Linked DNA regions of Mus musculus: region 1 is linked to region 2. A link is a contact called in public HiChIP or PLAC-seq data. All regions are on one chromosome and are shown on one strand. Each heading gives the region's core, a stretch centred on a gene start, on an enhancer-like site or on the middle of the called end of the contact. The rest is flanking DNA. Distances are from core to core; before and after follow the strand shown. Region 1 overlaps Gm46565 (a long non-coding RNA gene). Region 2 overlaps Lsg1 (large 60S subunit nuclear export GTPase 1).

What was found. HiChIP or PLAC-seq counts read pairs in DNA pulled down with a chosen protein or histone mark.
Region 1: a contact with region 2 is called in an H3K27ac HiChIP or PLAC-seq map of embryonic stem cells, with 6 times the contacts expected there. The contact joins two enhancer-like sites. A contact is called at or near these places in 1 of 39 promoter capture datasets (macrophages), 7 of 484 Hi-C or Micro-C datasets (bone marrow-derived macrophages and embryonic stem cells), 30 of 115 datasets of contacts at active chromatin or transcription factors (the 230-238 cell line, the HPC-7 cell line, the SCID.adh cell line and 17 more) and 3 of 9 other capture datasets (adipose tissue, liver and macrophages).

The regions. Positions count from the first base shown.
Region 1 is chr16:30,938,459-30,944,950 of GRCm38.p6, forward strand. The region is part of intron 1 of Gm46565 (a long non-coding RNA gene); the gene reads right to left. Among named protein-coding and RNA genes, the nearest start is that of Gm46565, 11 kb to the right of the region's middle. Within about 2 kb of position 1,668, at least 30 of the 459 cell types and tissues checked have an H3K27ac peak or open chromatin away from gene starts, as enhancers often do. A contact at or near this core is called in embryonic stem cells, where this site is marked.
Region 2 is chr16:30,569,307-30,576,082 of GRCm38.p6, forward strand. It overlaps Lsg1 (large 60S subunit nuclear export GTPase 1), which reads right to left. Exons shown (of 14, transcript NM_178069.5): 6 at 5,240-5,300; 7 at 3,887-4,063; 8 at 1,859-2,230; 9 at 23-124. Among named protein-coding and RNA genes, the nearest start is that of Lsg1, 15 kb to the right of the region's middle. Within about 2 kb of position 3,150, at least 34 of the 459 cell types and tissues checked have an H3K27ac peak or open chromatin away from gene starts, as enhancers often do. A contact at or near this core is called in embryonic stem cells, where this site is marked.

The sequences.
Region 1 (6,492 bases), core at 418-2,917, 370 kb after region 2:
CATCCATCCATCCATCCATCCATCCATCCATTGATCCATTCATGTACCCACCCACCCACACACACATCTATCTATATATGGACAAGAAACATGCAAAGACTTGTATAAGCATTAGATGCCTCATACAGACTAAGTTACTCTCTCTGAAACACAAAGCTGTCCAGCTTGTGGCACTTGTCAGTTTTCTGTGGTGTAAATGTCCCCAAATTTCAAATTACCAACCTGGTGTCACCGATGTGGGACTGGGTAAAGAGGCTGGGTAGTCTACCATATGCTCACATAGTATTTCCACTGAGGTTGGCACACGCAGGGATAGCTTAGCAAATCAGACTCCATTTGACTTAAGCAATACACATTGTTTTCCCAGCAAATCACTTAGCAACCTTGGATAAGCTGCATGCATACCCCTCTCCCAAGGCAATCTGGTTCCTCAAAGCGATGGGTCCCTGGCACTGTTAGTCACTTCCACTTTGTGGTCTACAATGTCTGACTGAGAATTAGGCAGAGTGAATGGGAAGAAAACTGTGTTCTTAAAATAAACTTTTAGGTGAAAAATCTTATTTATCACCTAATGTCTATGCATAATTGGATGTGCAAATGATTAAAAACAGACGCATTGTGGGAAAGGACATTTACAGTAAACAAAGGCTTACATAACTCAAGCCTGTCAATCAAACCAGGAAACTACCTGTCCCTTGTCCCTTGTCCCTTGTCCCTTGCCCCTTAGCAACTAACTCTTCCTCCTCTTCGTAGACCAATAAAAGAAATCCCCAAATGGTCACGTAGTGCTGGCGAGTACTCGCTCAGAGCCCACTCTCTCCTGGGGTATGTGGCCTATACATTGCTTCTGCACAAAAATTCTGCTTGCTACTTACTATTCATGGTGCGTGCATGAGTGTTTTCAGTTCTTTCAACAAGACACCAAGAACCTGGAAACATCTGGCCCCAACTGTACCGCCACCACGTGGACATAAATCTAACCTCAAGCAGTAAGCACAAGCTACAGTAAATATCTACACATGGGTAAGTTTCCAATATTACCTTTGCTTCAAAGTTGAACTGAGGGCAAGGTCTGAGGAAGCGGCTCCGTGCAGAACAGTTGCCTAGGATGCAAGCCCCAGCACAACATATGGAAAAGATGTGAAGAGACTTAATTGAAGATTTGTGCAATTTAATTTTTAATGATGTCGTATTTAATAAAGAGACGACAAAATCCCTGGGAAAGACACATTTGTCCCTGACAAGAGAACACCCGGGGCCACACACGGGAAGGCTCTTCTCCACTGGGGGCAGGAGTTGAAAGGCCACAGTAATACAGTGACAGTCACCCACAGTAAATCCACTCTGCGCAGAAAGGTCAGGCTGGCAAGCTATGTCTAAAGGGTACAGATTAAAATCCTATTGCATTCATGGTCCCCAAATAATTTCAATTTTAGTACTTTTGCAGAGTCCACAGTATTAGCCCAGCCCTCCCTCCTGCTTAAACCACAGTCCTCTGGGCTCTACTGAACCCCTCTTTTGTTTCTGTTAACTAAAGGTCAGCACAGAGGTCAGAGGAAATAGCATCTATCCTGGAAACAAAGACTTGCAGTTCCTGTGCATTGAATCAGCAGGACCAAGAATACTGCAGATGCCGGGGGAGGGCTTTTGTTTTGTTTTGTTGTTTAAACTGGGGATTTCCAAAGCAGATGTTTTTGTAAGTCACACATTGGCCGGGCATGGGCAGAAATCCTACATTGTAAACTCCTCTGAGGATGGGTTAACCAGCACATTCCAGCTGTCAGATGTTAAGAGCCAAGGCCACTGACCCAAGGCTCCTAATTCAGCAGTTCGTGTTAGCAGATGTTTGCTGCCTCCTTAGAAAGTCTTAGCCTGGGTACGTTCCTCTCACATCCTCTACAAGGGTCTCATCCTCAGATCAGCAGATCTATGTGTTGGGAGGCCCAGGGCCCTGGGGACTGCTGTTGCTGCTGCTGCTTCTTCTTCTTCTTCTTCTTCTTCTTCTTCTTCTTCTTCTTCTTCTTCTTCTTCTTCTTCTTCTCCTTCTCCTTCTCCTTCTCCTTCTCCTTCTCCTTCTCCTTCTCCTTCTCCTTCTCCTTCTCCTTCTCCTTCTCCTCCTCCTCCTCCTCCTCCTCCTCCTCCTTCTTCTCATTATTATTATTATTATTATTATTATTATTATTATTATTATTATTATTATTATTATATTATTATTTACACTCTCTGGTTAGGAACGTTAATCAGTCCTGAAACTTTAAATACCAGTGACTTCTTTTATCTAAATATTTAGTGTAAATAGTTTTATTTAAGTCAAAGAGCGAGGCAGGAGGAAGAGTGGGAGAGAGGGGGGAAGGGAGGGGGAGGTGGAAAGAGGGGGAAGAGAAGGAATAGTTGCAATACTCAGATTAGCCAGTAGAGGGTATCAGTTCCCCTGGAGCTGGGGTTCCAGGCAGTTGTGATCCGCTGGATGTGAGTGTTGGAACAGAATTCAGGTCCTCTTCAAGAGTGGTACATACTTAGCCTCTGAGCCTTTTCTCTAGCCCCTTAATAAGGAATTTATATTATCTATTAATTAACTACTATAGAAAATAAGATATTTTAATTATTCATTTATTTGTGTTTGTGTATGTGCACATGTGTATGTACATGTATGTGTGTTGTGCATGTGTGAATGTGTGTAGATGTGTGTATGTGCCATTGTATACATGCAGAGAACAGAGGACAACTTGCCAATGTTGGTTCTCTACATCCACCATGTAGGTCCTGGGGATAGCACACAGGTCATCGACCTTGGTGTCAAAGGCCTTTATCCACTAAGCCATTAATTTTTTAAAAATTAACTAAAAAAATCTATAATAGCATTTTATTGATATGATTATGTTAATATCTTTCACTCATAGCGAACATCTTTTATTTTTATTTCACTAGAGTTAATGATTTTGGTTTGCTTAGCTTTCTCTTACCATCTGGCTAGGTCAACCCATATCCTTAAAGTCTGTCACCGAAGGTTTTGCAGGGTTGAACTCATCACTAAACTTTGCCAGTTCTGTTCTCCTCCAGGACTGCCATGCCCAGCCTCCTCCCCCTCCCTCTCCAGCCTTCAGTTCCTTTTGACTGCCTGGGCACCCCCTTCAGTCCTCGGTGGTCTCCTGCCTCCTGGGCGCCCCCTTTAGTCCGAGATGGTCTCCCACCTCCTGGCCCTCATACATTCTTTGGTTTCCTTCCTCATGGGAGCAGTTTTCCTCCAGAAGTTTCCCTGAGATAGCTAGCTAATGGGAAGCCAATATCCTGGCATTTTTGTCTCTGAAGATGTCTCTAGTCTCTGTTCACATTCCATGCTCTAATAGATATTCAATATCCTCTCTCTGATAGTCTTGTATTTCACATTGATTTCACGCATGTCATCGTTCACTGGACAAGACACGTATGGCCTCCAGTCTTGGAACCTTCTTGTTATTATTTCTTTGGTAATCACTTTCCAACTTTCTCGTGTTTCTTTCTCTACAATTCCCATTGGGCAGAATTTGGGACATCTCTTTTTGCCTGGTTTTCTACCTGTGAGTGCCTTTTGGGAGCCAGGAGGGTTTCCTTAAATATATCACCCGATCATGCTTGCCTTCTGCCCATGGGATTTCCCAGCTTAGCTTTTGTTTCTAATTCCTGGGAACCTTTCATGGGTATGCCTATTCTTTATAATTAGATCGCCTTCTAATCTTCTTGAGGAAGCGGTTCATTTGACATTTTCTTTTCCGTCGTGCATTTCACTTGAGTGAGTTCTCCTCTGACTGTTTGGATCCCTGTCTTCTGTGTGGAAGGCTTTCCTTGGGCATCTGATGAACCATGGCTATCCCGCTATGGCCAAATGCTAACAGGAAACCTGGCTGCACAGATGGCAGGAGACTTGTGGACCTCTTTGTAGGATGCTCGGTGGGGTCCACTGGTATTTTCACTTAGACCTTCAAATGGCAATCACTACAGGTTTTCCTGGGCAGTTCAGTATCTACAGAAAGTACAAGGGTGCTTCAAAATACCTGTCAGGATAAGAGCCTGGCAGCAGTCCTCAAGTCGGGCAGCATGGGCGGGACAGCCCTGGTCTTCAGCGTTCATACTGTGCTAGCTCCTTGCTTAGTCTGGCTTCCCCATCCTACCCGGCTCTCCAACCTTCCAGGCTCATCTTCTTCAGAGAAGAAAGTCCCAGTCCCCAGCATGACAGGGAGAGCACACTCACTGGTGGGAGCCTGGGTGGGGCTGACTTTCGGTACACATTGTTACACTTTATCCATTGCCAGCTGCCATGTCCTTGGTCACCCTTCCTCTCTTCTCGTCCAGCGCCTCCCACTCCTTTGCCTTCCAGGGCTTCCTCCCGGTAACCTAGCTTCTTGCTGTCTACAGCTCTGTCTCTTGAGCATACGGATGGAGGCGTATTCTCAGGTAAACAATGACGGCTCTCCGTCTGACCCACTCCCCATCTCTGAGTAGCATGATCTGAAGCTACAGACGTCTTTCATTTCACTGGACTTGAGGTTTACCTTGGGGCTTTGTTCTCCTCTGTTTGGGGGTGACTTCTAAAGGGTGAAGAGGAAGCAGTATGCCATCAGTTACTTCCTGAACCAAACCATACAATTGACTCCCAGAATTGACACATCTTCTCAACAGCTCCTCAGAGCCCCAACTTGTTGGGGAGCTGTTTGTACTTGTTCAACAAACACCTTTAATTCCCTTGACAGTCATAGGACACTCACTAGGCATAGCTACCTGTGCCTGTAATCCCAGAATGTGAGCCACTGGGACAGAAGGATGCCAACTTTGGAGCCAGTCTGAGCTACATAGTGGGAACCCGTGTCAAAGAGACAGACAGACCAAACCAAAACAAGATGCTTGGTTTCTTCCCCTCCCTCAACACTTCTCTTTTTCAATTCTTTTCTGTCTTGATAAAGTCACGCTCCTGACTGTCCTAGCCAACAGCGTAGGAAAGAGAAAGAGTACACCTGGCATAGCTTCCTCTTCCTGCTTCAATTAGTCAGGGTTTCCATTGCTGTGATGAGACACCATGACCCAGAAAACTTGGTGAGGAAAGGGTTTGCTTCAGGATATACTCCCAGGCGACAGTCCACCATTGAGGGAAGTCAGAAAAGGAACTCAAACAGGGCAGGAACCTGATGCAGAGGCCATGGAGGGGTGCTGCTTACTGGCTTGCTCCCGATGACTTCCACACCCTGCTTTCTTACAGAACCCAGGACCACCCAAGGATGGCACCACTCACAGTGGGCTGGGCCGTCCCCCATCAATCACTAATTAAGACAATACCTACAGACTGCCCTCAGCCCAATCTTCTGGAAATATTTTCTCAGTTTCGGTGCCCTCTTCTCAGGTGACTATAGTTTGTGTCAAACTGACAAATCAAGCCAGCCCAGTGCTCATCCCAACCCCGCCTACAGCTCTGATCCTCAAAGGCCCCTGATGCTCCCCTGCAAAACACTTCCTGCTTCTTCTCTTCTAACCCAAACTGCTAGCACCTCGACCCAAACTATTTTATTCCTGCTACCCGATCTCCCTGATGACATCGCCCCTACACAATGACCAGGTCTTTCCTTCCTGCAGCTGAAGAAGCCTGTCAGCTCTCTGTGAGCTGACTGCGCACCCCACCCTTCTCTCTATGCCTTGAGCATGCTGGCCTTCTGGTCACCCCAACAGTGTGTTGGAGTTCCTTCCCTTCTACCTGCACCCCAACAGACTTCCCTTGCTCATTGTTGGTCTTGGAAAGGCCAGCCCTAACAAGACCAGCTAAAACTTTCCAGAACTTTCTGGAACTATCTGTCAAATTGCCTTCTGTGCCCTTTGTCATTTCCCTAGATGGTCACCTACTTCCTTCCTCATTGTCTCTTCCCAGGAGAGGATAAGATAGCTGTTGACTAAGGGCCGTGTCTGCCTTCACGCAGGGGATGTCGTGGATGTGGGTGCTGGAGACAAAGCACCTCCCAGAGACATCCATGTTCACGTCTCTGTTTACTTTTTCTTTTTGAGACAGGGTCTCGCTCTGTAATCATTGCTGGCCTGGAACTTGCAGTGCAGACCAGGCTGGCTTCGAACTCACAGAGATCTGCCAGCCTCTGCCTCCTTCCTGAGTGCTGGGATTAAAGGTGCACCCCTCTAAGCCTGGCAATGTTTGGTTCTTTTGTTTGGATTTAAACAAAAGGAACGTTTCATGTTTCTATAATTATTTTACACTAATATCAAAGCATTAGGCTTTACCATAGCATCTTCACGCACACATGCCAGGGCTCTTACAGGGACAGGAGAGCTGGGACTCAGAGGTCCTCTAGCCTAGTGCCAGTTCTATATACAATGTGAAAGTAGGGCGAGCTTTGGCAAATAACTTCACCACGATGAGCCTCAGTTTCGCCTACATGCTAGATGGTGGTCATCATTCCTTTCCCTTCCTTGAGGGACACAGCTGTAAGGCAAAATGAGGTTATGAAAATAAAGGGCTCT
Region 2 (6,776 bases), core at 1,900-4,399:
GGGACGAACAACGGGGACATACCTGGAAATGCTTGGTGTGGCCTGGCGTGGCAGACACCGATACTTTCTTGTTGCCCATGATGGTGTTGATGGTTGAGCTCTTACCAACATTAGGGTAGCCCACCTAGAAGAGAACCACAGGTCACCTGAGTGTTGGAGATGCTAGGTAAGTGCCTGGCTGATCTGAAAGACTATTTAACAGATGCTCTGTATGTCTGTCTTTTATTTCTTGGCTTTTAGACTTAGCCTCCTACCTGACATGTGGTGCAGCTATGTGGCGCAGACATGGCTGCTGGCCCTGTAGCAAACCCCACCTCATGCCCAGCGCCTCCCTAGGAGGTGTGTCACTGTTTCCACTGCATTGTCAACAAGGGGGTGTAGCCAACACCAGACCAACAACCCTAACTTCCCAGCATCTATAATCGGCAGTGCTTTTTAGTCAGGACTCAGTGGGATGGGGCAGATGATTTCTGCAGAACACTTAAGACACTCTCTAGATGCCCAGAGTGAGGAATGCAGAAAGCAAGGGAGGCTACTTTATTTCTAGAAATCAAAGACACAGATAGAGAAACCAGGTTTTCCAATACACACGAAAAGTACTTTCTGGAACAGAGAATATAGCCTTAAATCTCAGAGAAATTAAGAAACTTTCATGTTAAGGTTAGTTGAGTGTGGAATTAAGAATTACACCACGGGGGCTGGTGAGATGGCTCAGCAGGTAAGAGCACCCGACTGCTCTTCCGAAGGTCCAGAGTTCAAATCCCAGCAACCACATGGTGGCTCACAACCATCTGTAATGAGATCTGACTCCCCCTTCTGGAGTGTCTGAAGAGAGCTACAGTGTACTTACATATAATAATAAATAAATAATAAATAAATCTTAAAAAAAAAAAAAAAAGAATTATGCCACGCCTATCTAACCCTGGAGGCAGACCTTTAGCCAGTACCCTACAGTGAAATGCCATTTTACTTCAGCATTTTTTAAAAATTACTCTCACTATGGGTGTGTTCACTTCTGTGTGTGCAGCACCTGCAGGCAGTGCTCACGGAGGCCAGAAGAGGGCCAGATCCCTGTGAGCTGCCACATGGACCTTTTCACCTCTGTGAAAGTAGCCAGCGCTCTCTCAATTGCTGAGGCATCTCTCTAGCCCCTACATTGTAAGTGGCCTTCTGCTGCTTTAGGTGGTGGATGGAACACAGGAGAGAGAGCTAAACACAGGATCTACACCTCACACTAACTGAAGAGCTGAGAGACCCGACCTGCTACAGCCTCTCTCTACCTTGTTTTGCTTCTCTGGAATGAGCTTTCTTATATATGCTGTCCCTGACAGCCTCCACGTCCTTAGCTAAGGACGAGCCACGTAGAGCCGGGCTGTATCCTTTACAATTAGGCCATATAGCTGCGATAGCAGCTACCCTTTCCATTTTTGTTATCTTTATACAATAAAAGTATCTGTCATAGTTTGTCTGGCCAAGGCTGGGATTCTCCCTAACTAACGGCATCTGAAACAGCATAAGCTGGCAAGGATGCCAGGATGTCTACAGAACACCGCACTGAAGTCTGGCAATGTCAAAACCTGTCTCATTCTCACCTCTCAGCAACGGATGTGACAAAGACCTGAACTGGAAGGAGTCTATAGAACACATTTAATATAAACATGTGTGGTGACAATATAACCCTGAGATGTTCCCTTTGAGTCAGACCCTGCCCCTCCACTGCCTCACCCCATGATACCTTCCCTGTGTCTTCCCTGTGGTGCAGAAGCCTGCCTGACTGTGTGGGTCCACCTGTAGCTGTGGAAGGACAGGGACTGCTGCAGGCTCTCTCATGTGCTGGCTTCAGTGTCCTTCATCTTACCAGCCCAACAGTTAGCTGTCCATCTTTCACTTTCTTTCCAGTGTGGAGTTTCTTAAAGAGTTCCAGTAATTCCTGTTTCGACACCAGGTAGCTATCATTGTTCACTTGTTGATTTTCTGCGTTTTTTCTGTTCTGAGTCTCAGAATCCGCATTACAGCCCTCCTCCTCCTCAGGGACGCTGTCTTCTTCTGAACACGTCTGCCAATCTTCCTCTTCGTCCTCCTGACAGTCCTCATATTTGCTGTCACCACTGTCACTTGCGGACTCCTCACTAAGCGAGATCAAGTCTCTGTGTGGGATTTCATTCGCATCCAAACTGGAGCTTTCAGACTCTGTTTTGTTGGTGTCTCCAGCAACACTGTCTACTTCCTCCTGATGAAGTGACAGAAACCACAAAGCTTCAGACCTGTGTAACCGCACTTTACACACAGAGGCTAGTGATGGAAGAACAGGAAATACTATGCTGGAGACCAGCATATGGGCAGGCAAGCACATAGGTGGACATCAGCAGATGCCCCTAGCAGGGCAGACCTTCACTTCTGTTGCTCTGTTGCTGCAGAGCTAAGACTGAGCCCAGGGGCTTTTGCATATGAAGCAAGCAGTACACCATCCCCAACCTTGTTCTGATTTTATAATTGTTTTAAATATGTCAAAAAGTACCAAAGTCTTTTGATCTTAAGTAAAAAAGAGCACAGACCCCTGTGTGTGAAATTCAGAGGCTGCAAAATTTCATTCTAGATTGGTGATGACCATGATAATAGACAGGAGCTCACTATGTAGACCAGGTTGTCCTTGAACTCAGAGATTTGCCTATCTCTGCCTTGCAAGTGCTGGGACTAAAGGCAAGCATCACAACACTTGAGCCGTCATGCTTGAAAGCAAACACTTTAACTCCCCGAGTCAAGTTTCTAGCTAGGTTTCCATTCTAGAAATCTCAATCTTTCTGTATGTCCCTTAGCAGGCATGTGGGATAAACACTGTGCTCCATTATCCATCAATGTTAGTGGTAATCATAACAGAAATGGATAAGCACCAAGATGAGAGCCCCAAAATGGCATCTATGAGGTAGCTGAGGGCAAGAACTGAACACTGGCAGAGGAAGAAACCAAGACGACAAAGAACAAACCCTCAGATCAACAACTGGAGCTAGCTTAGTGTCACTGTAGGGAAACGGCTTCTGACTTTAGAGATTAAAGCTGCCTGGCCTTGGTGCCCTGCCATTGCTGGAGGCAAACTTTTGCATGCCTGGGCAAGCACTGTACCACTGCTAGGCCCTCAGCACTAATTAGCCACTGACAGATAATGTGACCTTCCAACAGGGAAACGGAAGGAGGGAGGGATTTCTTTCACTGGAGTGTAGAGCTCAGTAAATAATGAGTTCATCCACGAGAGGGGGTTGTATTCACAGATCTCCCCCCCCCCCCCCCCCAGACAGGTTTTCTCTCTGTAGCCCTGTCAGTCATGAATTCACTATGTAGATCAGGCTGGCCTGGAACGCATAGAGATAGTCCAGCATGCACATCACCTATATTAACACCCATTAAAAAGCCAAAAGATAAAAGAAGAGGGGAAAATATCACTTCTAAGTGTCTTCTAAATATCAAAGATACCAGGACTGATTTTTTAATAGACTTTAAGTTTTAGTAAAACTTGGTTAAAGATAAAAGAAATTGCCTACACTCTTCAGTTGTACCCTGTGCACTGTGAAGTTTCTCTTAAAAGCAAATTAATAATTAAAAAAAAATATGAAACTTCTTAGACAACTTCCTGAAGATTAAAAAAGTTAAGGTCTCAGATGCGAAAGAGTATACGGTACGGCATGAAAGAGTATATGAAATCACAAAGTATCCATGTGGTCTGGTTACAGATTTTTAAATATTTTTATAGGCTCTCCTGTAATCACTGAACTGGGGGGAGGGGAATCCCCAAACAAAGTAATCCTTACAAATCACCAATATAAACAAAACACATTAGTCAGAAATAAGGCAACCCCAAAACCCACCTTGAGAAAGGCCCCCAGCCCATTACCTTCAAGTCACCATTTAGGTGATCAGTTTCTGCCAAAGCTGACCAGAAGATAACCTTTACCCCTTCCTTTTCAAAGTGCACAGCCCAGGCAAACCGCTGCTCAGCAGTCAGCAAGTCTGCCTTGTTTATCAGGATCACGTTCTCCTTGGCAGCATCGATCTCTTTCACGTAACACTCCTATAAAGACAGACATTTCCAGTCCTCAGACAACAGCTGGGCTCATCAGCACCACAGATTCCCAATTAAAGCTGAATCAAACCCCAACCCCAAATCACTTTCTTTTTTGTAGTTGTTTTGTTTTTTTGAGACAGAGTTTCTCTGTGTAGCCTTGGTTATCCTGGAACTTAACTCTGTAGGCCAGGGTGGCCTTGAACTCAGAGATCTGTCTGAGTGCTGGGATTAAAGGCAAGCAACATTACTACCAGGCTTAAATCAATCTCTCTCTCTCTCTGTCTCTGTCTCCCCCCCCCCCCCCCTTGGTTTTTCGAGACAGGGTTTCTCTGTGTAGCCCTGGTTGTCCTGGAACTCACTCTGTATACTAGGCTGGCCTCGAATCTGCCTGCCTCTGCCTCCCGTTAAAGGCGTGAACCACCATTACCCGGCTTAAATCATTTTCTTTAAAAAAAAAAACTATTTTTGTGTGTATACATGAACCTACACATGCTCTACCATGTATGTAGAGGTCAGACTTTGGTCACTAGGCTTGTGCAGCAAGTTCCTTTAACCTGCTGAGCCATCTCCAAGGATGTCCTTAAATCACTTTCTAACTCAAAGATTAGAGCTTTTGATGCTTCTACTAACTGATCCTCTCTGTGAGCTCTGAAAAAAAGTCTACCATTAATATTTTTTGCTGTTCATGAGTTGAGAGAAACCACTATGGTCTTCACATAGAAAAATGTACACCGCACATATGCACCATGAGTTCAATTGGATCACGTCATTTTCAATAATCCTTACGCCTAACACTGTATTAATGAGCTTAGTTCATCTGTAAACTAGTACAGGTGTAGTAAGGTGTGAAGAGAGAACTCTGGAGTGGATTAAACAGTGACGGGAATATCCTGAGGAAAAGCAAATGCCATTCTGACTTGGCTCCTGAAGACAAGAGACCAGCAAATGGCTAGCATGAAAGGGCCTGCTAACCAGCAGCTAGAACGTGGATTCCAATGTCTATGCTCTCTACAGATGGGAACACCTGCTGAAGCAAACCTGTCTACAGAGCGGCAGTGTGTAAGTTCTCGGCTTTGAAGAACAGGGAGTCTGAGTTAGACTAGACTCAGCTAGAGAAGATGGAAGGCTTGCTCAGTCACTGCTGAGGAAGGCTGCCAAGGACCCAAGGCAAAGTTCACTTACCAAATCCTCACATCTAAACAGGAGCGGGTTTCGAGCATCTACGATCTGGACCACAATATCACTGGGGGGAAAGGGAGACAATCCAGTTACTGTAAAGTAAAGGAGACCACTGTTGACACAGCACTTAGCACTTAGCACGGAAGCTCACAACTACCTCCCGTGCAGAGAAGTGTCTGGGGAGTGTGGGAGTCAGCCACAAACAGTGGGCACCCCACTTCCTTTACTCAGTGTCCAGAGACCCTTGAGAAAGTGGGGGTAGAAACATGTAAAAGCCAGGAGCTGAGGAGCAGAGTGAAGCAGTGTCTTCTTGACATTGCACTCAATGAACTCAGCAGCTACAGCTGCCTGCTCAAGATCTGACCAGGCCAGGATCAAGCCATCCACATTCCAGCCTGGCGTGGGGAAGGGGCTCACGAGCTCTTCCCTTAGCCAAGGGGCTACTGACATCTGAAAGTTTCCAGAGAGTCAGTTTTCTTTATGGTGTGGGCCCTGGTCCACCCACCCTGCTCCAGTGGAGGTCCCCACACCCATGAACTTAAAGGAAATGCCAACTGGACCCAATGGGTTATCAAGAAAAATTTATGTGTATGCATTCTCAAATTAGAAAAACATCTATTGGAAAAGGAACCATTGCCATATATATTCTTTATATTATTTGTAATAATAAATACTTTTTATGCATTAAGCAGTTGATAAACTAATTCCTTAAGGCAAAATTATTCACAGTTTTAATAATGTTCTATAATCTGGCTGCAGCTAATAAGTGAGGAGGCCAGAAAGGGCACCCAGAGTCTGGAGCAGGGGCCATCTCTCCCACATTCCACTGCTCTACTATGGCCTGGAGGGCTCAGAAGTCATCTTCCTGCTAAACCTTCACTGTGACTTCTATTACCTTCTGGTAGAGAAGTACCCATCTACCCCAAAGTGAAGTTTACCAAGTTATTCAGCCCCTCATCTGACTTCACATTACGGTCCCGACACTGACCACGTGTCGGCAGCTCCACTACAAAAGCATTTAAACCCAAGACTACTCAAGAGAGCTTATAGTTGCCAACAACCACCTCCAAGTTCTGAGAATGTGTTTTGTTAAATTTTATCTATTTAAAATGAGTGCTCTGCTGCATATATATCTGCCTATCTGAAGAGGGCATCAGATCCCCCCTATAGATGGTTGTGAGCCACCATGTGGTTGCTGGGAATTGAACTCATGACCTCTGGAAGAACAAGCAGTGCTCTTAGTCACTGAGCCATCTATCTAGACCAAGAATGTGTTTAAACAATAAAAATAGGACTAAGTGTCAGCTACAGCAAAGCATGAATGTCAAATCAGACGTCTGGCACATAGAAGATGCAACAGCAAGATAGCTTTCTGCAGCAGACAGCAGCCCCTCCAATCCAGCAAATGTAGACGAGGCACTCAGGCCAGCATGGCACTCAACACTGTCGTATTTTTCTCCTTCCAGCACCCACTTCCTTCCTTCAGCCTCTGTGGCTAGGAGATGGCGAGTGCCATGTGGCTACCATTGCACAGAGATAC